Regions from separate parts of the Mus musculus genome. Here all the other regions are linked to region 1. Evidence: chromatin contacts called from public Hi-C and HiChIP or PLAC-seq data. All regions are on one chromosome and are shown on one strand. Each heading gives the region's core, a stretch centred on a gene start, on an enhancer-like site or on the middle of the called end of the contact. The rest is flanking DNA. Distances are from core to core; before and after follow the strand shown. Region 1 overlaps Arsb (arylsulfatase B). Region 2 overlaps Gm38653 (a long non-coding RNA gene). Region 3 overlaps Lhfpl2 (lipoma HMGIC fusion partner-like 2). Region 4 overlaps Lhfpl2 (lipoma HMGIC fusion partner-like 2).

What was found. Hi-C and Micro-C count contacts between places; a contact is called where the count stands out from the background. HiChIP or PLAC-seq counts read pairs in DNA pulled down with a chosen protein or histone mark.
Region 2: a contact with region 1 is called in an H3K4me3 HiChIP or PLAC-seq map of bone marrow-derived macrophages, with 4 times the contacts expected there. The contact joins two enhancer-like sites. A contact is called at or near these places in 1 of 39 promoter capture datasets (the SN4741 cell line), 1 of 15 datasets of contacts at CTCF or cohesin (the NIH/3T3 cell line), 1 of 484 Hi-C or Micro-C datasets (bone marrow-derived macrophages) and 2 of 115 datasets of contacts at active chromatin or transcription factors (bone marrow-derived macrophages and embryonic basal ganglia).
Region 3: a contact with region 1 is called in a Hi-C map of bone marrow-derived macrophages, with 18 read pairs. The contact joins two enhancer-like sites. A contact is called at or near these places in 1 of 15 datasets of contacts at CTCF or cohesin (pro-B cells), 6 of 484 Hi-C or Micro-C datasets (the Ba/F3 cell line, bone marrow-derived macrophages, embryonic stem cells and 2 more), 4 of 115 datasets of contacts at active chromatin or transcription factors (bone marrow-derived macrophages, large pre-B cells, memory CD8 T cells and 1 more) and 3 of 9 other capture datasets (adipose tissue, embryonic stem cells and liver).
Region 4: a contact with region 1 is called in a Hi-C map of bone marrow-derived macrophages, with 30 read pairs. The contact joins two enhancer-like sites. A contact is called at or near these places in 2 of 484 Hi-C or Micro-C datasets (bone marrow-derived macrophages and nephron progenitors), 3 of 115 datasets of contacts at active chromatin or transcription factors (bone marrow-derived macrophages, embryonic fibroblasts and microglia) and 2 of 9 other capture datasets (embryonic stem cells and liver).

The regions. Positions count from the first base shown.
Region 1 is chr13:93,794,230-93,800,960 of GRCm38.p6, reverse strand. The region is part of intron 3 of Arsb (arylsulfatase B); the gene reads right to left. Among named protein-coding and RNA genes, the nearest start is that of Mir5624, 6.8 kb to the right of the region's middle. Within about 2 kb of position 3,725, at least 7 of the 459 cell types and tissues checked have an H3K27ac peak or open chromatin away from gene starts, as enhancers often do. A contact at or near this core is called in bone marrow-derived macrophages, where this site is marked.
Region 2 is chr13:94,297,970-94,304,700 of GRCm38.p6, reverse strand. Gm38653 (a long non-coding RNA gene) reads left to right here. Exons shown (of 3, transcript XR_003950583.1): 3 at 1-1,805. It also overlaps the pseudogene Gm5668. Among named protein-coding and RNA genes, the nearest start is that of Gm32089, 4.3 kb to the right of the region's middle. Within about 2 kb of position 3,345, at least 19 of the 459 cell types and tissues checked have an H3K27ac peak or open chromatin away from gene starts, as enhancers often do. A contact at or near this core is called in bone marrow-derived macrophages, where this site is marked.
Region 3 is chr13:94,112,981-94,119,711 of GRCm38.p6, reverse strand. The region is part of intron 1 of Lhfpl2 (lipoma HMGIC fusion partner-like 2); the gene reads right to left. Among named protein-coding and RNA genes, the nearest start is that of Lhfpl2, 59 kb to the right of the region's middle. Within about 2 kb of position 2,906, at least 142 of the 459 cell types and tissues checked have an H3K27ac peak or open chromatin away from gene starts, as enhancers often do. A contact at or near this core is called in bone marrow-derived macrophages, where this site is marked.
Region 4 is chr13:94,095,371-94,102,101 of GRCm38.p6, reverse strand. All of the region lies in intron 1 of Lhfpl2 (lipoma HMGIC fusion partner-like 2), which reads right to left. Among named protein-coding and RNA genes, the nearest start is that of Lhfpl2, 41 kb to the right of the region's middle. Within about 2 kb of position 3,526, at least 110 of the 459 cell types and tissues checked have an H3K27ac peak or open chromatin away from gene starts, as enhancers often do. A contact at or near this core is called in bone marrow-derived macrophages, where this site is marked.

The DNA of each region.
Region 1 (6,731 bases), core at 2,476-4,975:
GCCAAATGGATGGACCTGGAGGGCATCATCCTGAGTGAGGTAACACATTCACAAAGAAACTCACACAATATGTACTCACTGATAAGTGGATATTAGCCCCAAACCTAGGATTCCCAAGATATAAGATATAATTTGCTAAACACATGAAACTCAAGAAGAATGAAGACTGAAGTGTGGACACTATGCCCCTCCTTAGATTTGGGAACAAAACACCCATGGAAGGAGTTACAGAGACAAAGTTTGGAGCTGAGATGAAAGGATGGACCATGTAGAGACTGCCATATCCAGGGATCCACCCCATAATCAGCATCCAAACGCTGACACCATTGCATACACTAGCAAGATTTTATTGAAAGGACCCAGATGTAGCTGTCTCTTGTGAGACTATGCCGGGGCCTAGCAAACACAGAAGTGGATGCTCACAGTCAGCTAATGGATGGATCATAGGGCTCCCAATGGAGGAGCTAGAGAAAGTAGCCAAGGAGCTAAAGGGATCTGCAACCCTATAGGTGGAACAACATTATGAACTAACCAGTACCCCGGAGCTCTTGACTCTAGCTGCATATATATCAAAAGATGGCCTAGTCGGCCATCACTGCAAAGAGAGGCCCATTGGACTTGCAAACTTTATATGCCCCAGTACAGGGGAACACCAGGGCCAAAAAGGGGGAGTGGGTGGGCAGGGGAGTGGGGGTGGGTGGATATGGGGGACTTTTGGTATAGCATTGGAAATGTAAATGAGCTAAATACCTAATAAAAAATGGAAAAAAAAAAAAGAAAACCCTCTGATAATAATCTGACTACTCTATCTCATTTAACACTCAAAACCATCCTGTTATATCCATTTTTCAAATGAGTTAACCAAGGCTTTAAAAGGTTAGGTATGCCCAGGTGCCACTGTTTGATGCAGGCTTCCCTCCTGGTACCCTCCGTGTTACAATGTTGCCATGCACCAACAGATAAGTGAGCTAAAAATAAAGAGAGTGTACAGGGTTTTCTTTAACATGTTTTCTGGGGAAACAGTGTTTTGTTAGATTTTGATATTGAACCAAATAAATGTGATGCCAATTTAATTCCTAGAAATAAGAAGTGTGAGCCACAGGTTCTGGTTTTTCTCTATGCCAGCTTAGAACAGTCAGCACTTGTGGTATTCCAGGTCAGCCCTTCTCCTTAGGGGCCTCTCTGCAGATAGCCCTGCACCATGCCGTATAGAATTTCTCATATGTTTAATACCCTCAAAGAGACAATAATCAATAGCTTTGATCCAAGAATAAGCACATTTATGTGAGGTATTTAAATCATAAATGAAGGAAAAAAGACAGAAGGAAGAAACTCACTTCACTTTTTATTGTTGCAAATTGTTCTAAATTACACAACCCTTTGCTGGAGTGTGTGCCAACCAGTTACGGGGAATGAAAAGATATGATAAGAGTGGGGACTGTCCAGACAGGGAGCTCTAAGAGATACTCTTACGTTTATCTGGAGTTCAGACATTTTGAATTAAATGTTAAAATTAAATGTACACTTTTTCCATGAAAAGTATTTCAAGTTCCTCCTCTTAAAGTCTATATCAACACTTCTGACCCTGCCTCTGCTCCTCCACACACACACACACACACACACACACACACACACACACACACACACACACACACACTTTCCACGCTACCCAGACTGGCCATTTGACACTCTGGGGTCCCTCTGGATCAAGTTGAAGCTGGCCAGTCAGGTGACTGTCATATGTGAGAGCCTCACACTGTTTGCTGACCTGATCATAACGTCATAATTCACAAGAAGAGATGCAAGTGTTCTTTGAAAGACAACAACAAAAAGTTGTCTTTTTTGTTTTGTTTTGTTTTTTCGAGACAGGGTTTCTCTGTGTAGTCCTGGCTGTCCTGGAACTCACTCTGTAGACCAGGCTGGCCTCGAACTCAGAAATCTGCCTGCCTCTGCCTCCTGAGTGCTGGGATTAAAGACATGCGCCACCACAGCCCGGCAAAGTTGTCTTTTCTTCCAGTTCATTTGAGCAGTCCAGAGCACTTTGCTGTGGGGTGAACAATTCCATATATTGCGTAGCTCTGGGTCACCAAGAGCTGTGTCCAATCCATTTCATGAGGTTAGGACCAATCAAACACATTTAATATGCTCTCCGACACCCACTTTGTTTTATTGTTTGAGACAGGGTCTCTCTATGTGGCCTGGCTGGCCTAGAACTCACAGAGATCCACCTACCTCTGCCTTCCCAGTGCTTGGGTTAAAGGTGTGTGATACCACATTCAGCCATTTTGTATATTTATATCACTACTATAAATCAAGTCTTTAGCACTCAGAAGGTGAATTTCATCCATGGACAACCCATTCTCCAACCTCACCAAGTAGAAGCATTACGATAGCATATATATGAGTGTTTTGCCTGCATATATGTCTGTGCACCATGTGCATGCAGTACCCAGAGAGGTCAGAAGAGGGCATCAGCTCCCCTGGAACTGGAGTTACAAACAGTTGTGAGCTACCATGTGGGCGCTGGGAACTGAACCAGGTCTTCTGCAAGAGCAGCCAGTGTCCTTAATCAGTCAGCCATGTCTCCAGCCCCACTGTACTAATTTTAAATGATGGAGGGAGGGGAGACTGGTAGTCTGTGCTGCATGGTAGCCTCATGAAAAGAATGATTATCTAAGGCTAGAAGGTTCTCCAACCACCATCAGGACCATACCTGCAGTCACTAGTTGGTGGGGTCCTCCCAGAGAAAAGCTGTAGCCAGTTTCTCCCCACTGGCCAAAGCAAACAGCCTTCATCTGGGGATTGTATGTGTATCTATGGACATGAGGTCCTTGGCCTTGGAGAGAGACCCCTTCTCACCTCACTGACTCCTGATTCACACTGAAGTCCTGCCCCACATTAACCTCCACTGATTTCTGGTTGTTTTGTTTTGTTTGTTTTGTTTTGTTTTGTTTTGTTTTGTTTTGTTTTGTTTTGTTTTGTTTTTGAGACAGGGTTTTTCTCTGTGTAGCCCTGGCTGTCCTGGAACTCACTCTGTAGACCAGGCTGGCCTCGAACTCAGAAATCCGCCTGCCTCTGCCTCCCAAGTGCTGGGATTAAAGGCGTGCACCACCACTACCCAGCTTTGATTTCTGTTTCTTAGAACCTGGTATGTCCTTGGTATTTTCTTGATTTCAAACTCTTATTCCGATCAGCTCAGTCATAGCTGCCAACTGTACCCCAACCCTAACTGTGACCCTTTCAAGTATCCTAAGACTATAAAATGGAATCCTGGTTTGGAAAGCGTGTCTAGACACTATAGTATCACATAAAACCCAGACTTAACTCTGCATACGTACATTGAGGATGCTAATGGATCTTTTCCCTTTTCTGTTCTGCTCCATGGCTCCTAAGATCTGAACTCTAAACATCCGCACTATGGGAAGAAACCACATATCACTCATTTTTATGTCTTTAGAGGGCTCCCTAAATCAAAGTATAAATTGGAAAAACAGGAATACATTTTTAAACTACTATTCTATCTTTGACAACCAAATTAAGACATTTCTTCCCAGCTTGTACTCACACAAAGAAAGTCTTCCACTAGGATTTATTGTTTTGTTTTCCTTAGGAAGCTTCTAGTAGATTAGATGTAGAGGGTTCTTTGTTTTTTTAAGTTCTTCAAAGTGCTGCTGTTCTAATTTTAACAGAAAGTCATGCTATGAATATATGACTTTCTTTTTATAGTGCTACTACTATGTGAGTCACCCTCACATAAAGGAGAAAGGATGTCCCTTCCTGACACATGTAAAGCCATTAGCAGCGTCCCCAGAATCAACAGCTCAACTGTTACACGGCAGCTCTGTCGATTTTCTCCCTCAGCTGCCCCTTAAAAGCAAGTACACGTTAGTTGGTTGGTGAACACTTCCTGTGAATTCTTTGAATGACTTCCATCTTAGAACAAATGTCATGTTACAATCTACACATGATGCTCTAGGCACCTGAGAGCCTAGCACAGAATTAGGTTAAATCCTGGGGAAAGATGTTACAAAGATGCAGCTCCTGAAGCCAGTGAGTCGCATCACTGTCTGGAGAGCTGAAGCCGGGAGCATCTGTGTGCAGGAGCTGCCTTGTGGAAACGGCTGGGTTGCTACATGACTATTCTTTCTTTTACTTTAGTCTGTGCTTGGGGGCTCTGAGCATGCTGATTACCTCTTCAGAGCATCCCACGCGCTGGCAGGAAATGTCCATCTCCCATCTGGTGATTTTGGTAACGCTATCTATGAGCAGTGCCATGTTAACAGCACCCCTCTCATGGGATGTGAGCTCTTAAGGCCTGTGACTGTCCTCGGTTCTGGTGCCTTCTCCACCAGCCCAGTTTAACTGCCCACCCACAAGGAACCACTTCTCCACAGACGCTTCCTGGTAGCTGCTTGGTGGTATGAGGGCACCAGGAGACAATACTGTTTTGTACACATCCCTAAATATCTGAGAGATTGCTCCCCTTCTTCATGGTTCATGGCAGACATAGTTGCCTAGAGATGTCAGCATTACACCCTTAAAAATCCAAAGTGTGGCAAAGCCGAGACCAGTCACCAGGGGAGATGAGAACAGTCACTAGGGAAGATTCCTCAAACTGAGTAAAATAGCAAAGATGGAGCCTGGAAGGTTCTAAACAGACAAGGAGTCACTGGCAGGTCACTGTGTCTGAACACGTAGACAAGCAGAACGCTCATTAAGACTTGTGTGTGCTGAGCATCTCCAGGCAGTAAGAATAACTTTGTATTGTGCACAGCTTATCTCTGCTGCATAGAGTTGCATGATTAGATCAGATTGTGAGCCCGTAATACCAGCAAGCTGGCATCTGCTTGTCTTTGTACTTGTGAGAGCATCAAGCTAACACTCACGGAACCATCCTGAGTGCACAGGATCTCCATAGCGGCACCATGGACACCACGGAGAATCACTGATAAGGGGATGAAATATTAATGCCTTACAATATCTGATATCACTATTTCTTCCAAATGTCCCAGGAGGTCCTAATATGCTGTCAAGACCGGGACTGTGGAGCTGAATATGAACTGGGATTCAACATCTCTGCACGAGCTGTGACTAGGGATGGCGAATAAAGGCAGATGCTCTTGGAGTCCAAAGTGAGAGGTTACATCCTGACTCTGACTTCACACAGTCCCGTGGCTTTGAACAAGTCACTTCATTTCTCCAAGCCTGTTTGCTTAAACAAACAGCGTGTCTTCTATCCTTCTATCAAAGGATAATAAAGAGTTCCCTGAAAGCCTTACTTTGGCTTTCTTGGTATTAGGCCATATCCATAAAATGCCTCACATACAATTAAGAGCTATAATACAGCCAGCAAGAGGCACCATTGCTAACAATACCTCTTTGTGGTGCACGGGCTCTTAGGGCCTCCTGTTGTCCTTGGTTTCAAGCCTTTCCCCACAGCCCCCAGCTTATAACTCCCCCTCCCCACAGAACTATTTCACCCCAGTTGCATCTTCTTATCCATTTAATGTTATATGAAGCCACCTTCCTAGCCCACCAACCATTCTGGTTTTAAATCTAGACTTAAAATGTGCAGGTTTCTAAACATTTGAGAGAATGCTCCCCTTTCTTCATGTTTCATGGCAGACATAGTTACCTAGAGATGTCAGGTGACGATGTCAGCTCTTAAGTACCTAAAGTATGGCAAAACTGAGAACAGCCACCAGGGAGAATCCCTCATACTGACTGAGAGTATAGAAGACAGAGCTTGGAAGATTCCGTAGCAGACAGAGTCATTAGCAGGTCACTAAGTCTGAACAGATACACAAGCCAGAACCCTGCCTGCTGAGGGTTCACGCATCGTCAAAGAGACAAAGTGCAGAGAACTGGAAGGACCTGGACACTTTCTCAAATTTTCCATGTCCCACTGAAGGCCAATTTTTGTGAGTGTGCTAATACAATTCTTCATAAGGACACGCTTTGAGCCCAGTGTCTCACAACACAAAAATCTGCTCTGTTCCCAAAGCACCTATGTGCTGAATCCAGACAATTTGCATTTAAGACTTCTCACAACTCTTCTCTCTTCCTACCTGCAGCTAAGTCTGCACGTGACATACCTGATAGGCGCCTATGGTGTCTGTAAAAACCAATATACCATGCATATTAATTGTAAAAACCCAGTATTGCTAAGACGGTCATTTCCATTAAGTTGGTCAGTGAATACCAACCAATCAAACAGCCAACTTCTGTTTTCTTAGTAAAAATTGGTCAACCTACTCTAAAATTAGCATGGGGATACAAAAGATTAAGACTAACCAAAATAATCCTGAAGAGAAAAATATAGAATGAGAGGATTTTCTCTAGCCCCTGAGTTCCCAACACTTCTTCCCAACGGAGCCCTGCCTCGAGCACAGACACCTGTCTGGAATCCTGAAGCCTGATTTTGCTAACCACTTACTGTGCACACACATAAAGCATCATAAGAGTGAGCAGGGTTTCCACTGAAATGCTGAAGGACAGACAGCCTTCCTCCATCTGCAGCCCAGGGTCCCTTCCTGTGAGACTCATCTCTTGGGCGTTCCTAAGTACTTTCTCCCAGACCTGAGGAAGATCCAAATTCTTCACTTCTAACAACCTTCCCTTTCTGGCTAACTGGAACATGCTCTAAAATGTTATATTACACACACACACACACACACACACACACACACACACTCCCTTGGAAGCAACAAGATTTTGACAATATTAAAGGA
Region 2 (6,731 bases), core at 2,096-4,595, 500 kb before region 1:
TCTGGCCTCAGTCTGAACCCTCCTGTATGAAGGTAGAAGGAAAATGTCTGCATGGCAGGTCGAGTTAAGGCAGGCAGAGCTCTGAGGTGAGATGGTTTGTTTCTTAGGGATGAATGCTTGTGGAAGGTAAGAGAAGGGAGCTGGTCGGGCAGAGGAAGGTCCAAAAGGTTTTGTCTGACATAGCACAGAATTCTGGGATAATACTATCCCAAATGGATCAAACTTACACCTCCGCTAAACACTGTCACCAAATGTCCCGAGCCCTGGGGAGAGGGAGCCTTTGGTCACCTCCGGGAATAAACAAGCAAGCAAACAAAACCGCACAACAAGTCACTGACTGTTTACCCAGAGCCAAATGTCAATTCTTTCCTTGGGGGAGATCTGGGCGGTTGATCTTCACAACTTCTTAAGAAACCAAAGTCTGAAAGTGCATTCTCCTGTAAGTTATGTCATTGACTGAGCCACCCGATAAGGAGCTTTAGAGCATTCAATGATTAATGATTACTTTTGTTATTTTTATTCTGGCCATATTTTTTTATATATAGAAATTTACCTTTTTTTTTAAAAGATTTATTTATTTATTTATTTATTACATGTAAGTACATTGTAGCTGTCTTCAGACACTCCAGAAGAGGGAGTCAGATCTCGTTACGGATGGTTGTGAGCCACCATGTGGTTGCTGGGATTTGAACTCTGGACCTTCAGAAGAGCAGTCGGGTGCTCTAACCCACTGAGCCACCTCACCAGCCCCTAGAAATTTATCTTTTACAAAAGTGAAAACACAGCAAGATAGTCAGACTGAATGAGAAATCAAGTGATTCTCTCCCACCCCTTCACCCCTATCTAATTTCTCCACCTGTTTCCACGCCCCAATTCCAAGGCAGCGGACATGTGTGGCCATGCTCCATGATTACATGGTTGTTAGTGATTTGAACTCAGATCTCCTTGCTCCCGCAGCCTATAGTCACTCACTGACACATCTTCCCAACTCTTCTACAAAGCAACTTTTGAAAAAAAGCATCCCTCTTAAGAATCTCCGACGCAGAGACTGGGGAGTGCTCTACCCGAGCGGGACATACACATCTGACCTGTGTGAGCTGGACAGCGGATAGCATCAGGGAAACAATGCTTCCCGGACACAACAAGGCAGTTGCAGGTATGGATTCACAGGACTGTGTCAGCGTGCACAGAATAGACAAGCTCAATCCTGACAAATCCTAGCGTAAGTTCCTTGTTAGTTACTTCTCTATTGCTGTGATAAGACACCGTGGCCAAGGCAACTTATAGAAGAGTTTATTTGGAGCTTACAGTTCCTGAGGGTTAGTGTCCATGGCCTTCATGGTAAGGGGCACAACAGCAGGCAGGCAGGAATGGCGTTGGAGCAGTAGCTGAGAGCTCACATCTTGATCTACAAGCATGAGGCAGAAAGAGTGCCAGAACATGCTAGAAATGGTATGGGCTCTTGAAACCTCAAAGCCTACTCCAGAGACACATGTCCCCCAACAAGGCCACTCCTCTAAGAGTCCCATCAGCTGGGGACCAAGCATTAAAATATATGAACCTATGGCGGTTATTCACATACAAACCACCACAGGGGGATGGTGGCTATGAAACCCCACCCTTAGCTGAGGCTCTGTTGGTATTTGGTAGCTGATGGGAGAGGACAGGTTAGTATTGTTTAATGATGAGGACCCTGGTAGGTTGACCACACACAAGGGTAGCCATGATTACTAAGATTGGTTTTCCTGGATGGGAGGAAAAGGAGGAGGAGGAGGAGGAGGAGGAGGAGGAAGAGGAGGAGAAAAGAAGAAGAAGAAGAAGAAGAAGAAGAAGAAGAAGAAGAAGAAGAAGAAGAAGAAGAAGAAGAAGAAGAAGAAGAAGAAGAAAACTCAATGTTGGTTGGGAAGGTGAGGGAGGGCGGAGTAGTTGTAGGAGAGGCTTGGAGAAGGGAGGTGAGTATGTTCAAAATACATTGTATCAAATTCTCAAAGAATTTATAAAATATTATTAAAAAAGAATCTCTGTGAATAATTGTAAAATAATCTTAGAATTAGTAAAAGCTACAGACACTAATGCATTAGAAAAGAGATAATTTATAAACTCCAAAATATGTTTAAAATTTCTTTTGGTCTTGGTCCTGGTTTTCTTTAAAGATTAATTAAGTACACATATTGTGGTTAAACTAACTCTTTCATAGATAACATATCCGCATATCTCAGGCCTCACATAGTATACTCGACAGTAATTGCTCTCTTAAGACAACAATGCTTAATACTCAGGAATCTCTGCTTTATGGTATTTTGGCTCCACTCATCTGTTTTGTTTGTTTATTATTTGAATAACTCATGCAATATTGATGTGCTTGTACTTTCAAACAACTTGAAGGTGGAATTGTATTTCTACTGCAGAATAACTAAAAATAAAGCGTTGCCCAGGAGAAGGAGGGAGAGGTATACGGCATTTGAATAGACAGTCAGAAATTGGTTTTGGTGATGATGGGTTTCTGGATTTTGGACCCTGAAGAACTGACTTTCTGGACAGCTAACCCAGCACAGAATCCCCTTAGCCAAGACTTGACAGCTGAGCTGGGTGGTGGTAGAACATGCTTTTAATCCCAGTGGCCAGGTGGATCTCTGTGAGTTTGAAGCCAGTCTGGTCTACACAGTGAGTTCCAGGACAGCCACAGATACACAGAGAAACCTTGTCCCCAAAACCCAAAAAAACCCCGCCAACCAGATAATAACAACAAACAAGTAACAACAAAACACTCAACAGCTGTAGCACACACTGTGGTGTAACCTGTACTGACTCAGGAAAGCAGTGTGTGCATTTGTGCGAACTGGAATTTGTCCTTCAGCTTAGAGGATATGGTTATCTTTGACAACTCTTAGGTTTGTAAAGATGAGTTTACTCTTATTTTATGTGTATGAATGTTTTGCCTGCATGTATGTCTGTGTACCATGTAGGTACTTTAGTATCCACGGAGTCCAGATTCCCTAAAACTGGATAGTGATATGGGAACGGAACCCAGGGCTCCTCCAAGTGGAACATGTGCTCTTAACTGCTGGACCATCTCTCCTGCCCTTTGTGAACTTTTAAAGCCATGTTATTAACAATACATGGCCACTGCTTGAACGCTGTGTGTCTGGCTGAGTTATCAGACCTTGTTTAGCAGTCTGAATTGCATTATTCTTCCCGAAATGAGGCTGCTACAGAGTGAAGCAAGGAATCTTTCTACGGAGTCAAAAAGAATTGTTTCTGAGAGACGCCTTTTATTCAGTTATTGCCCCACAGGAAATCAGGAGACTGCACCATGCCAGAGGAAACGTGTAGATCTAATTTCCTCCCAATGCACTCTGAGAGATAGGCTGCTATGAAACTCCCCTGGATGGCTGCAGCCTACTGTGAGCTGGATGTTTGAAGTCCTCAGTGGGATTCCTGGTGATGAGGGTGGCAAAATCTTTTCTGAAAAGAGTGGTAGAACCGTTGTCAAGTGCTAGAGAAAGAAACAAAGAAGGCTTGGGCTGGGAAACAGAGGACTCTGTCCTTTAGTTTCTCTTCTGCTCTGCACAGGGTTGTAGAAGACAAAATGACCTTGGTCACCCGTGACATACTGAGGGCTAGACAGGAAAATGGGTGTTAGGAAATTCTCAGTGCACAACAGGAGCTGATCGGCTGTAGAGCAAATATGTAAATTTCCACTGAATAGTTTTTATTTTTATAGGCTTTAGTACCCTTTAATACTTTCCATGCTGAGGAGGCTGAGGAGATGGCTCAATGGCTTGAATGCTTGCTTCAGAAGCATGAAGTCTGCCTCAGAAGTCAGGACAGGGAATCTGTAGACTAGAGCATGATCCCTGGCACAAACCTCAGAGTGCCACATGTGTCCCTGCACGTGAAAACACGCACTCACATGCACACCACACACACTCACATGCACACCACATGCACTCACATGCACACCACACTCAGTCACATGCACACCACATGCACTCACATGCACACCACACACACTCACATGCACACCACATGCACTCACATGCACACCATATGCACTCACATGCACACCACATGCACTCACATGCACACTACATGCACTCACATGCACACCACACGCTCTCACATGCACCACACGCACTCACATGCATATATGAAAATGGAAGAAGAATGAAATATTTTTCAAGTAGTAAAGCAAATGTTATCTGTGTTGAGCGGAAGGAAGGACTGGGCCTCTGCTCACTGCTGAACAGAGTGGGTGTGGTTCCCTATCCCACCTCTTGCCCTGGGGTCAGATTAGGAAGAGTCATCATAAAGTTGAGTGGACCTTATCTGAATAGAGAGCATCTATCCAGAGGCCAGTAGCTCTCCATCCAGATAAGGTGTCCACTCGTCTCTGTGACACAAAGTTGAGCACAATTGCTGGAGTAAAACAATTACTTCATAATAGTCTAGGAGATGAAACTGGAGAAGGGGGTGTGTCTTAGTTTGAGTTTATTACTGTCAAGAGACACCATGACCAAGGCAACTAGTATAAAAGTAAACATTTAATTGGGGCTGGCTTACAGTTTCAAAGATATAGATTCCTTATGTTTCCTAGAAAACATTTCAGCATTTCCTGAAATCTCTTAATATATATTTTAGTATGCTGGGATTCTTATTATACTATTTAATAGTCCTAATCACACACTGAAGGGTTATTGGGTTTCCACAATAGCACTGTAGAAAACTTGAGTTGATTGGCAGAGGGTTAGACCTCTTCAAAGGCATTAAAAATATAAACGGAGCTAGTCTTTTTGCTTCTGCTCATCACAGACACTAGCCGACCCACCGGCTTCCCGACCATGGCCAACCTTGAGCCTTCATCGCCATGAAGCCAGATGGAGTGCAGCGTGGCTTGGTGGGCGAGATCATCAAGGGATTCGAGCAGAAGGGGTTCTGCCTGGTAGCCATGAAGTTTCTTTGGGTTTCTAAAGAACACCTGAAGCACCATTACATTGACCTGAAAGACTATCCTTTCTTCCCGGGACTGGAGAAGTACATGAACTCAGGGCCGGTGGTGGCCATGGGCTGGGAGGGGCTCTATGTGGTGAAAACTGGCCAAGAGATGCTGGGAGAGAAAAACCCAGTAGATTCTAAACCAGGCACCTTTGTGGGGATTTCTGCATTCATGTTGGCAGCGATCCAATGGAGAGTGCTGAGAAAGAGATGGGTCTATGGTTTAAGCCCGAAGAGCTGACTGACTACAAGTCTTGTGCCCATGACTGGGTGTACGAGTAGACATGGAGTAGAATCCATAGTCCTTTTCAGCACTACTAATGGACAGAGTTCTTCATTCCACTGACTGGATGGATCATCTTTTCTAAAATAGTAAAGACTTTGGAACTGGGGGAAAAATATAAATGGAAATGGGAAGCCTAGGAAAGTGCACATACTAATTTCATGTGTGTGTGCATCTACATATACATATGTGCATCTAGCATCAGCGTTGCCACAAAATGTTCAGTTTCCCTGTTATACACACACACACACACACACACACACACACGTATACAGGTCCCTTTTGATTATTAGACTATGGCACTTATGAACACAAGCATAATTGTTGCATGCACAGATACCTTAATGAGCTAGAACAGGGGCTGGCAAACTTTGACTGAGGGCCAGCTTTAGCTACATTGTTTGCTCATAGATTATCTATAGGCTTGAAGTTAGTTCTATGACTGGTCTCCCGTCTGACACTACCTGCAAGTCGGGGTGAATCCCAAGGAAAGAGGTTTCAAATTTGCTACATTTCATTGAATTTCCTGACAGCTATTATGTTCTGATTACCATTTAAAATAGGGCCATGACATAGGTCTAAAGCAGTCAAAAGAAGAGACAAGTAGGAGAGTCTGGAAAGGTTCCAAGGATGAGGCCTTCAGGGTCTTCTTCCATGGAATAATGAACCCACTGACCTGCTGCGCTGGTGTGTGACCATCATGGTGGAGCATCACTACCCCGGGGGGATGTCACTTGAGTGTTGATGTCAGTAGCTTTACACTGGAGTTTCATTCAGCAGGACTGATTTAGCAGCTATTGATTGCCCAACAGTCTCTGAGTCAACGGATATCACATGACAGCCCCAGCACGCCAGCCAAACTGCAGGGCTTGATCTTGGTGGCTTGGCCAGGTCACAGCTTAAATAAAGACATTCCTGGAAGTTAGGAGAGGGGTTGCCATTCAGAAATGTTTTGTAACTGTTGATTAAAACCAGAAACAAATTTTAAAGAATGTTTAGCACCAGGAACATAGTCATGTTTATTCCTGTACTTATCATGGATTGATGATTCTAGTGTTTAAAAAGATCATGTGTACAGTCTCCTAGGGTTGATTTTTTTTTTTAATTTTTATTTTATGTAAGTACACTGTATCTGTCTTCAGACACTCCAGAAGAGGGCGTCAGATCTCGTTATGGATGGTTGTGAACCACCATGTGGTTGCTGGGATTTGAACTCAGGACCTTCGGAAGAGTGGTCATTGCTCTTAATCACTGAGCCATCTCACCAACCCGATTTTATTTTTACTTTTTAATTTTCTTTTGCTTTTTGTTAAGTTTTGCTTAGCAAAAATGGCAACTGCCAAGTACATCATTCTCTGATATTTATCGGTTTGTTTGTTTGTTTGTTCATTTGTTTGTTTCTTTTGAGACATGCCCTTCCTTACTCTGTAGCCCTGGCTGGCCTTGAATATGT
Region 3 (6,731 bases), core at 1,657-4,156, 320 kb before region 1:
TAGCTACTAGTGAAGAAATACATTAAATTCCATGTAAGAATCAAACAAAATATTCAACAACCTCAATTGTATCGCTAAACAGGGAAAGAGGAAGTTCATATGCCCCTATTCTATTATCAAACTTTCAAGTGGTGTTGACAATGAATATCTATACTAGTGAGCTATAAATACCCGTGCTTATATCCTGACGTAGACTGATATCAGCAGAGCCCATGCTCACCCAAACTGTTCCTGAGACTGTAGAGCCAGCAGTAACTCAAAGGCCTTTTGCTCTTAAAAAGATAAAATCACTTTAGCAGGCTGGAAAACGAATTCAGTTGTGAAGTGCACTGGTTGCTCTTCTAGAGGATCACGGGTTGATTCCCAGCACCCACAAGGCAGCTCACAGCTGGCTGTAACTCCTGGTCCAAGGGGTGCAGTGCCTTTGGAAGAGGCACCTACAGGCTTGTGGTGCACATACATACAAGCCAAACAGTCACGCGCACAAATTACAAATAAACCTTGTTTAACAAGGAGATAAACTAATTTTGGCTAAGAAATGAATTTGAAAATACAGAATAATCTCGGTTTCACATATTAAAACAATAAACACATAAAAGAATTTTGTATCTATAAAGACCTTAGCTGTAATAGGTTTAAAGCTGTTTTTCTTTACTCAATGGCTCTTTGTAAGCTAATTGGCAGCTACATTCTAAGCATTCCCCGCCACTTTAATAGGGGAAGTCATGGTCAGTCATCGCCAGCACGTTTATCTGAATATGCCGTCTGTGAAATGAACCACGAGGATTATTATGAATGGGCCTTTGATAAGTAGAGGTCTTCATCAACATTTTATACTCTTTAAAGTCTAAATGAGACACGGAGGTACGACAATCTTAGAACCACTGAAAGTCAAATACATTGCTTGAATTCCTTCTTATATATATGAAACTAGCCAAGCTCTGGACAGAGTTTCAAGACTACAACAGTACTAGAGAAGGCAAGCTAGAACCCTGATCCCACCCAGGGCTTGCTGAACTCACAAGGCTGCTAAAGACCATTTCTAGAATAAGTCCATGTATCCCAAAGCTCTGAAGACAAAAGACAATTAGGAGTAAGTAAGTCTTCAGAATCATGACTAAACCTTCTTGATAAAGTCATACTGTTCTTTAAAACAGTCAGGAGGCTCAGAGGGATTAGTCAAGAGAATTAATTCTCTAGGTTTGCTTGGTAACTAAGATGCTGATCTTATTTAAAGAGTATGTGTAGTGTGTGTGTGTGTGTGTGTGTGTGTGTGTGTGTGTGTGAATGTATGCCATGTGATTATTTAATGGCTACATTTCTAAGTGAAGCGCTCCCTTTTAAAATCATTTTAAGCTATATGTATGTGTAAGTTTCTGTGCATTGAATGCACTGCCCCTTGAAGCCAGAAGGTGGCACTAGATGCCCTGAAGCTGGAGTTACAGGAGGCTGTGAGCCTGATGTGGGTGCTGGGAGCTAAACTCAGTTCCTCTGTGAGAGCAGCAGTACTTCTCACTGACAAGTCATTGCATTAACCCCTTAAGGTACTATTTTTATATTTGAACAATATGTTCTTTAAAAAACTAAAAACAGAAAAACACACAGAACACTAAAAACAGACTGTCACATAGCCTTCAAAAAATTCACAAAAGGTAATGAGGAACTAGGCATTAACTGCCCACCTGTTCTATGTCCTCCGTGGGAAGTCACTCCTTTGCTTCCCACAAGTGCCCAGCAAGAGGCACTAGTACAACCTCTATCTTCACAACGCGGAGCGGAATGGCAATGCTTCCAGAACCATCCGAAAGCCACACGACTCTGACGCAGCAGCATTAAGACTCAGCTCCAAACGTCTTAAGACATTTAATCCTAAGAATCTGCACAGGCAAGAGGAGGAAAGTTTAGCCTCCTTTTAAAGTGAAGGGAAATGCAATTCTGAGTAGTACCGCCCAGTCCTCCAAGTCACACTGCGGACTGGCAACAAGTCAGGCACCGGCCACCAGCTGGCGGTGGCGGGTGCTGGCTCTCCAGCAGCTGACCTTTGGTACAGATTCTATGAATGAAGATGTAACTCTGTGTGGTGATTATTTGATACCTTTGCTCACTGGAAAGACCCTCCCCTCCCCCGAAGCCCTCACACCAATGAACACTCTGCTATGTCACCAAGTTTTTCACTGTCCCATATGCAACTGTCTTACACTTAATGGCTGTTAAACACACAGGTGCATTAAAAAAAAAAGTGAAAATATCTGTCTTCATTAGTGACCATTCTTTCACCTACATTTTTACATATTATTGGTCTGGTTGACCATTTAAACTATTTATAGCCCAATAAATGTAGGCACTGTTTATCCCAGAAGGCATCCTAAGTGCCATGAAAACCATGGCGGCTATTCTCATTAAGCAGTAAAAGGTTGGTACTTCCATTCATCTCCATCCACGGCTCCCTGTTCTACTTCCGGGCATCAGGAGGGAGAAACAACAGCTGTCCTTTGTGCCCATGCACAACATTCCTGTGACAGGCACCGGTCTCACTGGCCGTAGTGAATAGTGAGAAACAGGAAACAGCCGTAAGACCCCTTTCTCAGTTACAGATTGCTACAACTTGAAATGCCCCAATCTGAACTGCTTCACATTACTCTGTAAAGTAGAAGCAAAGAGTGAAAACCGCCTGGGCAGTTAGTTACAAGGATACATTTCGGGCAGTTACAAAGATACATTTCAGCCTAGTGAAAAAGGAACTCAGTAAGAAACAGAGCTGCCCACAGCAGTCTGGTGGTTTGTCTCAGAGGCGGTTAGGACCCAGCTGTTCATGATCACAAAAGCCACAGAGAGGGAGAGTCTGAGTAATTGTCCTTGAACAGGGAGCCTTTTCCTGAAACCTGAGCAAGGGTGGGCGGGTGTTCCCCAGGCGATCTTCAGAGCTAAGTCCAGTGCAGTTTCTCTTCTGAGCCACGCTATGCATAAAAGAGGACTGGAGCGTGGGTGAAGGTATACCTCATTTATTATTCTCACTTCTCCGGATAGAAAGCTGAGCAGTTTAAACTGAGTCACATAATCATTACCTACAACAATCTGTGCTTTGAAATAGTATATCCTCCATATCTTTAAATCTCTGTGTGTACGAGCATGCCTGTGTGTGTGTGTGTGTGTGTTTGTGTACATGTGTGACTGTGTGTATGTGTGTGTGTGTGTGTGTGTATGTGTGTGTGCCTCTGTGTGTGCTTCTGCATGTGTCACAAGACCTGTGTGGAAGACCCAAAACAACTTCAGAGGTTGGTCCCCATCTTCCACTCTGACACAGCTCATGTCCACTAGCTGACCTGTACAATGTCTCCACCACCCATGTCCCAAAGGGAGGCAGGATTATAGATGTGCATTGTCATGCCTGGCTTTCCATGGGTTCTAGGGATGTGAAGTCAGGTTCTCACACTGGCATGGCATGAGCTTTGCCCACTGACCCACCCCACTACCCGCCACCTCCCTCCCCCCTCATCTCCGTAACCATCGATCTAGAACTTCAAGCCTAGACAATTTTAAGTCAGCTGATTCGTCAACACTCAGGATATGATACTTTGAACCCCCACACATGGTGGACCTAAAGCTGGAGGTGAATCTTAAATGAGTAGCTAACATGAACAGTGCTGCAGCACTCTAGCGACCTCCCTTCCTCCCTTACAAAGAAGGGCTCATTTTATTCCCAGTGGGACTGTTCTTTAAGGTTCTGTTTATACCAGTCAACTCCAGGGATAATTATCCAAGTCTACTTTACTGTGCTTTGTTGGTAAAACAAAGGCTTGGAGAGGTTTCTCCACGTTTTAAGGGCAACTCAGCAAAACAAACACAGAGAGCAGTGGCCCAGTTCTGCGTCCAAAGCATAAACTGTGGCTCACAGACCAGCCTGGTAGTTATGAGAGTAGCAGGAGTCACCGGAGTCTGTTCTCTGCCTGTCTCCAACAACCTGCAGGATTTTCATGAAAAGGCATCAAAGTGTCAAGTGTCAGGGACCTGTCCACCAAACCCAGCAGGTGGCAGGCTGCCAAGGGCTGGCTGTGCTCACTTAAGTGAAGTGAAATGCTGGGACCGGGAACCTCCACAGGGCTGGCTGCCCTGCCACTCAGGCTCAGCACTGTGTGACTCAGTTTCTAGACCTCGTGGACTCCAGGTCAAATCTGAAAATCAGAAACACTTCCTTTTATTCTTAGGGACTGGAAAACTCCTGGCTCCAACATGAAAATGTCATCATGGCGTATGTCCTCCATTCCATATCTGGATACCCCAGAACAGCCTACTCCTGTGCCAGCACCAAGGGAGACTCAATTAAACTGTGGTGTACACATTAGGTTTGGGCATCACACCGCAGTTGCTGTCATTTACCCATAGGTAAATCATGTGTATACACATGGCCTTGACTCCTTTCCTGGTATTTAGTTATAAATTCCTGAGAATAAAATAATTCTAACTGATGTCTCTCTGTCTCCCAAATACAAGACAGCACATGCAGACAGAGCATTAAAGTAAAACATTAATAAAAATATTTAAATTTGTGAACAAGAAACATGAATTTAAAAAAATAAGACGACTACAGGAAGAATCCCTCCAGGTTTTCCACAGAGGAGCCAGCAGGGCAGGAGAAACAGGGGTTATGAGGAGTGGAGAAAATGAGGCCGAGATTGTAGAATGAAGAGAAAAGAAAGACGTAGGCAGTGGGAGTAGGGGTGGGGTTATATTGCATAATTCAAGGACAACCTTAAAATGGGTGTGTTTCCAAAACACCAGTGTCCAGTCTCCCTGAACTCCATCCTACAACAATTTTTAGTTTGGGTCAGGGCGGTGAGGGACAGGTACCTGTGTGGTGAGTAACGGGCCCAGTGTACACAGTAATTCTGAGAGCCTTCATCTAGAGATACTGACATGATAGTCTTGCCTCCTTTGTATATAAATATATAAGCATGACTATAAATATATAAGCATTTCACAAATGCAAACTGTTGTGATTACTGTCCACCAACAACCAACAACAACAACTTGGACATCTCACCCAACACTCCCACTACTTGCTCCAAACAGGTGATTTCAACTGGACAGACACAAGTTGCAACAGGCTGACAGGTGACTGCTACACACCTAGAGAACAGACCAACGCAGGCGGGTGGCCACGGTGAGTAACTCGGACTGTGAGTGCTCACAGGCTCACAGAGCTGAGTAGTAACAAGGCCTGTGAGTGCTCACAGGCTACAGAGTGCTCTCTCGGCTTAACATTCCCCCCGGCAGGGCAGTCTACATTCCAAACCTAGGCATAAGCTTTAAGTAATAACAAACCAGTGTTCCCTAAAACAGATGCCAAGAGTAAAAGTGGAAATATGAGACTATTTACCCATTAAAACGATTTCCAAAAACAAGGTACTTATGGACACACACACAGGCCAAGGCGTAGATTCCACAAGTAGAGATGGTGCCTCCGGGACGGCTGGCATGGGAGTCTAGGAAAAACCTATGTAATCTATGAACTGCATTGCAGAGACCCTTGCACATCTCTAAGGGTTGTAACCTTGCTAATGGCTCATGCAGCCTGCAGGGCTCCTCCTGGAAGTCTGATCAAGATCTTTCCCCCAGGGAGCTCACTGCAGGGCATCACCACTGTGAGGAACCAAGAGACACACCAGCAGCTCACATTTGGGAAATGTCTTATACTTACTTCATCTTCTAAAAATAAGGGAAAGAACCCAAAGAGGGATGGAGAGGTAGCCCAGTTGGTAAAGTACTTGTGATGCAAACATGAGGACCGGAGTTTGATTCCCAGCACCCACATAGAGTGGATGCCACACAAGCCTTTAATTCCAAAACTTCTAGGGCCTGCTGGCCAGCCAGTTAGAACGAACTGCCAAGCTCCCCATTCAATGAGAGACTCTATCTCAGAAATAAAGAAGACAATTGATGAAGACACTGAATATCAACCACCCACGGACACACAAAACAAAACAAGAGAAACAGGAACAAAGAACCAAAGGAAAGAAAAAACCCTAGGTGGCGTCTGTGGGGGGTGTTCGGGGTGGGATCACTACCCACTGGCAAGACTGGCTGTAATGGTGAAAAGGGTAGGCGTGTTTGTAAAGGACGGGTGCTTGGATTACCAGCCTTTATGGGGTTAGAGTTTTCATTATCTATTCCATTGTTTCATGTGTGTATCCTCCATATGCACGCCCGGATTCATCTGCCCATTAGTCTAAAAGTACCAACTGGGGAACACATTCCCTACCAAACTCAAAGACATCGAGACAAGGCATTTTGCTCTACCCATGAAATGGCTTCTCTCTTAGTGCTCAGACCAACCATCCTCTATACTCTGTGGCCTTTTGCCCTGTCCTCTCTGAGGATCTCGTGGGGACAGAGAGGTGGTGGCTGCTCCTGCAGGGCACTGTCCAGAGGTCAATGCTGTCTCTTCCAGGTATATTTAGATGCTAAGTAGCCTACCCAATTCACAACTTCAAACTTTTCTAAAACGCTGACATAGATAAGCCGGTGATGGATGTGACATCACACTGGGGTGACTGCAGGCTCTGAGAGGAGCAGCCTTCGCACTACCCTGCAGAGGAACGGACCCTGCAGAGGAACAGACCCCTTGGCCCCCCACTTGCTCTTGAGCTCTAGGCAAATGCTTTCACCACTTCCAGAAGCAGGCGGCTCAGGAAATACGCTCAGGTAGGGGCTCGGGGTACGGCGCAAGGGCA
Region 4 (6,731 bases), core at 2,277-4,776, 300 kb before region 1:
AGCAGAAGAGGCTGTGTCCATTAGGGATGTCACTCAGCATTCCCAAGAGTTCAGGTGGACAGAAAATTCCATGTTTTAAAACTTCAAGGCCACTGAAAACCAACGTAGCATTGATCACCATACCAAGCCCTTCCCTGCCCTCCTTGTCACCATCACTGAGCACTGACTAAGAGCCCTTACTAGGTACCAGGCACTGCACTAAGCACCTACAGCATTCTTTCTGTGGACCATGCACAGAAGTATTACAAGCAGAGCTATTTTATAGGTGGAGGCACTGTGGGCGGGAGAGTAGTTTGGCCAAAGGCATGCAGACAAGAAGCTTTATAGCTCACTCTCATGCTTAGACCTGGTGGTCTGAGGCCATAGAACCTCAGGGCTTAACGAGGAAGGAGAAATAAAGCCATGTTTTACCTTTTAAAAAGATTTGGGACTGAAGAACAGCATCAGTCCTGTAGTTCAGATTCTTGAGTTTAAGCAACAAATTTTTCACTTTGATGTGTGAATATAATCACATGACCCTACTTAGATCAGCACCTAGGTCCCACACTGGATCAACCACCCCCCCCCCCCTTCACACTCTCTTCCCTTGGGCAGGATATTTTTGTCTTGTCTAATAAGGGGATGGTCACTGGGCCACCTCACGGGGCAGCTCTAACATGTGATTTCACAGTGGCACAGCAGTCTACACACGCTGACGACAGTTGCCACTTGATGCTATCCCGCCAGAGTTGCGAGCTCTCTCGCCTTCGGAGAGCTGCCGTCCAGAAGCACACAGACAGAGAGAGTGAGGAGTGCTCAAGTCGAGGGGGACATGGTCACACACAGCTCACACCTCACAGACTTGTCCCTCCCTCTGCCCTTTGTTACAGCTGTCAGTAAGTCTTGCCAACTCACAGCTGTGTCTGTGATGATGTGAGTGACCACTGGACATGGCACAAGTGTCCTACCGGTGCTTCTGGGGAAGGCTGGAACAAAGCCCTATTACATTTGGCCACACAGCATCAGCATCAGAAGCTTTCATGTTTTATGGGGTGACCTCCCCCACTATTCAACTTAGGGTCTTCCTGCTTATTCACCTGGCATACATGGTACTTCCTAAACAAAGCTCTGGAAAAGGGCATCTCAATACAACAAGAACAGGAACGCTCTTTTTCTACAATACTAACACTTAGAATATTCTTTTAAATTCTTTTTTGCTGCCTAATAGGGACTGAATGGCTTTTAAACTCAATAAGGTCATTTCTATGTGGTGGGAAGAAAGCCGCCAGCTGTCACTTCCGTAACAAGCAACGCTGGGTGATCTCGACCACTCCGTTCAACCTTGACCTTTCTTATTAGCAATCAAAGGATCTCTAATAGTCATCTAAAGTTCTTGACATAGGAATTTTAAGAAGCACATATAAAACAAGACCAGCCTGAAAATCTTGAACTTTGTGAGCAATATACCAAATTAAAATAAATGGTCTTCTTCATGGTCGGTTAAAGTTGTTCACAAAGTCTTGCTTTCTTTCTTCTGCTGGCATGGTAATCCTTGTTGGCAAGGAAGTCAATCAAATCCTTCTTAGTAAGTAGGTCAAACGATGCCAGCAAGCCTTTGGGAAATAATCCCATATTAAAGGGCCTATAGGCCAAGAAGAAATGAAACAGAAAAATAGCAACAGAAAAGACCAGTACCTCTAAATATTTACTTCTGTCTGTGTGTTCCTTATCCCTAGTACTAAATGAGATCGACTCAGGCCCTCGTGAGTCCAAAATGTCTCTCGCCCACAGGTAAGCCACCCTGCAGGTGACGGTGGGTATTTACCTCCACAGCTGCTCTGGAGCCTTCGGGGATCTCATTAATTCCTCTGACAGCGGTTTGCCAAGGGCATGGTCACAGACATCCCCAGCGGCAGAACCACATTATCCCGGGAGGCCACTGGGCAATACTTTGCCTCTCATTTTGCTCACACGCTAAAACTGTGCTGCTTCCAATGTCCAGGGAGCCAACTAGTGCTGGAAGAAGGTCTCTGACATTCCATCACTGGGGGCGGGACGGAACCCATTAACTTCCTCCCAGGTGTGACCTCCATGAATGCCTTGGCACCTCGTGTTTCGCCTGGTGCTTCTAGACTCTCAGGAGGAACTGCAAATCAAGCCCCAGTTCCAAGGGGCCCAGAAAACAGACACCTCACTACATTTCCAGCTCGCGTGAAGCCCTCTGAAGTGAGCTATGTGGCTCCGGGCTAGATCTGCCCTTCTGACCAGAGTTCCTCTAGAAACGTGACTAACATCCTTGTGTCTGTCCCACACTAACAAATTTTAGCAGAAACCATTTTTCAAAGGATTCTCGATCAGTGTAAACACAAAAGTCAAAGGGAGAAAAGTTTGAGTCCCAATCCAGCCACACATGAGTTAGTAACCCTGGGCAGGTACTGCTGTTCTGTGCTCACGTGACCTTTCTTCTCCAGTCTCAGCCATCTCCCGCCTTTTCTCCTGAGGACGGGGGTTTTTCCAGAGATGGAGGCCTGCAGAGATCTGAGGTGCCATTGCTGACATCCTCGTATATAATAAGAGCAGTGGAGCCAGGTGGATGAGACTAATAAAACTGTAGCTGCTACAGCCTCAGAGTTCCCAACTCTCAGGTGAGGATGAAATACTAACCCAGTTTGTATGAGCGACCAAATGGCAAGAAAACACTTAAAATAACGCCGGCACTATTAACAAACGGTGCCTTCTCGTCATCCCGACTAACCCCGTCTTCCTGCTTTATCAAGCATCTTTCATTCCTTGACATTCACCTTTGGAGGGCGGGGTGGATAAATGTGGTTACATATCTCACTTATTCCTGTCAGCCACATGTGCAAGAGCTTATTATCTTTTTGATGTAATTGCTCGGGAAGGTCAAGCGGATGTTAGGTGGCTCCCAGGACTCAAAGTCAGTTTGAGTGACCCAGATCTGGCTTTCCACCACACCCAGCTCCTAGTTAGAAAGTGGGGGATTTAAAGCTTCATTACAAAGTTAGAAAGTCACATGTAGGGACAGGGATCCAAAACAGACATGGACTGAATCAATCATGGCTCAGCTCAGACGCTACCCAACTCTTGACCTCTTTGCCCTGCCTCGTCCCAACCTGGCGTGAACAGATGGGTAGGCTCCTCTCTGCCCCCCGCCCTGCAGTCTCTGAGCAGCTCTGGCCTATTTCCACCAACACACCACGCGCTGTGCCCCTGGCAGGACACACAAAACTGTGAGCACAACTGCCTCACGATAGCTGCTGGCAGAGCCTTCCTGTTGCTCCTAGGGCTGGCTCGTCTGCCGATTACCACAAGTTAAAGGCACCCAGAATGCCATCAGGATACTGGAGAGTGTGGCAGAGTATGATCTACAGCATAGGCAAGACCACAGCTTAGAAAAAGCACTTCATTACCGGGTGTCATTAGAAAGCTATTTAACTAGAATATACTGGGACCACTGTGAGACAGCTTGTCACATCCACGACCACGTGCTCTTGCATCATTATGCAAATGCTCACACTTTCACACACGTGGCTTCACGACAGCTAACTGACTGACTCATTCTGACTCTTTGTGCTTTCTCTATCTTCCCCTAGTCCAGCAAGACCCAGCCAGTAACCAGAAGAAGAAGTGGGGCGGGGAGAGGGGTGTGCGGCAATACCTTCAAGTTATGTCACAATGAAAGTGACATTTGGATCTTTATGTTTCCTGTTTGACAAGCATTCTAACAAAGTCTAGAAGCAGTGGTATCAAACACACTGGCACATTTAGCCTTAGCAAAATGATGTAGCACAACATAAAATCCTACTAGTGCTAAGAGACTTTCTCCAAGTGGATGATACAGGTTCTGCCTATGTAACTACGGCTAGACAGTTCCGACAAGCAGGAGCCTCTGATTCTATTTAGCCACCACTGACCCTTTACATCTGATAAAAGCAAGCTGCACTCGTTGCCAACCTCGGGATACTTGTAGGAGGAAAGGGAAAGCTGCCGGTTATTTTTGGGAAATCTCATCCCAGGCTTCTGCCTATGCAGAAAGAAACTCAGGAAATGAAGCATCCATGAATGGTACATTAGTTTAGAAAAGAAAGACACAGATCACCCCTGAGACCAATCTGTCTGTTCCCATGAGCAAACACTAAATGAGATCGAAAGAACAGGGGTAAGCAGTTGACCTCAAATGCCCCAACATTTTTTCCTCTGCAGCTTTAAAAACCAGTTACAGTTTCTTTATCTTTATTAGGACATTTTCCTCATCAAACTAATGAGTCACCAAACTGAAGGTTTCCTAATATGTTTACATTTGGGAATAAACGGTCTATTAAGGTCCTAGTAGAGACACAAACACAATTTGCCATTGCCTTTCAATCAAGTCATCTCCCAAGGCAAGGCAGTGTGGCTGGGGTAGAAATAGGGTGACAAAGGAAAATTCAATGTAGTCATGGACCCTAAAGCCAGGCAAAGCAAGTATTTGCAATCCTGTCTGCACCACGTCCCGAACATCGCCACTGCTGCCTTCCTGGTTTTTTCGGAGGAACGGTTTTCTGGTGATTATTAAACAAGATGTGCTTTTGAAATAATTAAGCTTATTAAAACCAAGTATTGGGCAAGATAAGAAGCCAATGGAAGCCTTGCATCCAGGGACATGGAGTGAAAAGGAAAGTGGTTCGTTGAGGCTGCATAGGCAGAACGGTTAAGTCAGGAGGCAGCATGCAGTCATCGTATCTTCCAACAGTTCTGTTGGGCACACACAACTGGCGTGAAGTATGGCTGGTGGGTCAAGAGCTGACTCCTATGTGAACCCAAGACTGAGAGCCCAAACAAGACAGCTGTGAAGGACACACCAGCACAGCATCTGGAAAATATCTGAGAAGGCAACCTTCCCTTCAGATCACTGCCATCTGCTGATCTTTTCCCAGTGGTCAAGCGGCCTAAGTATTAAATTAGCCAGTGATACAGTATTCTTTTCAACAAGCAACACCAACCTGCAGGGATAGGCCAAAGGAAGGAAGAGTCTAGACATGGCAAGGCATCCTGCCGCTACAGCTCAGGTAGAGCAGACTGGACCTCCCTCAGAGACACAGAAGGAGGAGGCTCTGTAGATCCACACACAGAGCTGCTGAGGAGCTGCTGAGGAATCTCTCCCTCATGAAGACACACTGGGCATGCCACAAGTCAGTGCCAACCCAGGCTGGTCTCTTGTGGGATGTCTGCGGCTTAGCATAAACTGCTTAAAGTCTCCATCTCACGGGGGAAGCAGAAGATCACCGATGGCCTACTCGGGAGCTCTTTCTAAGCACTGCCTGCTTTCTTCACTTGACTTTAACTTACAATGAGTTCAAATGTTAGAATGCTCCATTGAGTGTCATGTACCATTTATCACTACTGAAAATAAAATGATCCCAGTACTTGGGTGCCTGAGCCGGGAGGATCTCGAGTTCAAAGCAGGACTGAGCTATATAATGAGATTGGGAGAGAAAGAGGGAGAGGGAAGGAAGGAAGAGAGGAAGGGGAAGAGGGTGGGAGAACAAACAGCAGGTACTTTCCACGCCTGGTTTTGATAATCGACAGATAATCTCAGCTGCTGCAGGTGGCCTGATGAGGTTTGGTCCTTGTCATGCTAAATGCTGGCCCCCAAAGTCTGGGTGCCTCAGGGACCAGGAGAACCTCCTGTACACCAAGTGGTGCTATGTAACCTTGCTCCTTAATTTAAAATGATAGGTTGAATAAAGATGCCTACAGCCTGTAGCTGGGCAGAAGAGAGGTTTCTGGGCTTGGAGTCTGAGACAGAGACCATGCGGAGGGGAGGGGGAGAGAGAGAGAGAGAGAGAGAGAGAGAGAGAGAGAGAGAGAGAGAGGAAGAAGAAGAAGAAGACGAAGAAGAAGAAGAAAAGAGGAAGAAGAGGAAGAAGAGGAAGAAGAAGAAGAAGAAGAAGAAGAAGAAGAAGAAGAAGAAGAAGAAGAAGAAAGGAGGAGGCGGAGGAGGAGGAGGAGGAGGAGGAGGAGGAGGAGGAGGAGGAGGAGGAGGAGGAGGAGGAAGAAGAAGAAGAAGAAGAAGAAGAAGAAGAAGAAGAAGAAGAAGAAGAAGAAGAAGAAGAAGAAGAAAGGAGGCGGAGGAGGAGGAGGAGGAAGAAGAAGAAGAAGAAGAAGAAGAAGAAGAAGAAGAAGAAGAAGAAGAAGAAGAAGAAGAAGAAGAAGAAAGGAGGAGGCGGAGGAGGAGGAGGAGGAGGAAGAAGAAGAAGAAGAAGAAGAAGAAGGAGAGGAGGAGGAGGAAGAAGAAGAAGAAGAAGAAGAAGAAGAAGAAGAAGAAGAAGAAGAAGAAGAAGCAGCAGCAGCAGCAGCAGCAGCAGCAGCAGCAGCAGCAGCAGCAGCAGCAGCAGCAGAAGCCGCTGCCACCGCCGCTGCCGCAGGGTAGGTGAATGGTGAGCATATGGCCATGAGGGCCAGCCTGCTGGAGTAAGAGGTGGAACTCTGCAAGTTCTATCTCGGGGTTACTGACAGGGAAGTAGACAGATAGCACAGAGTTGACATCTGCCCAGCTCAAGTACTGCTAAGACTTATTATAAACATACAAGTTTTGTCTTTTACCTGGGAGCTAAATGATCCAAGGTGGGGTAGAAACCCCCAATTAATTTTAACTACAACAGTTGTCAGTTGGGAAGCATCATTCTACAGCCATACTGGGCCACTGCCAGGCTGACACAGTCACATGGGCACTGATGGGGGTGGGGTGG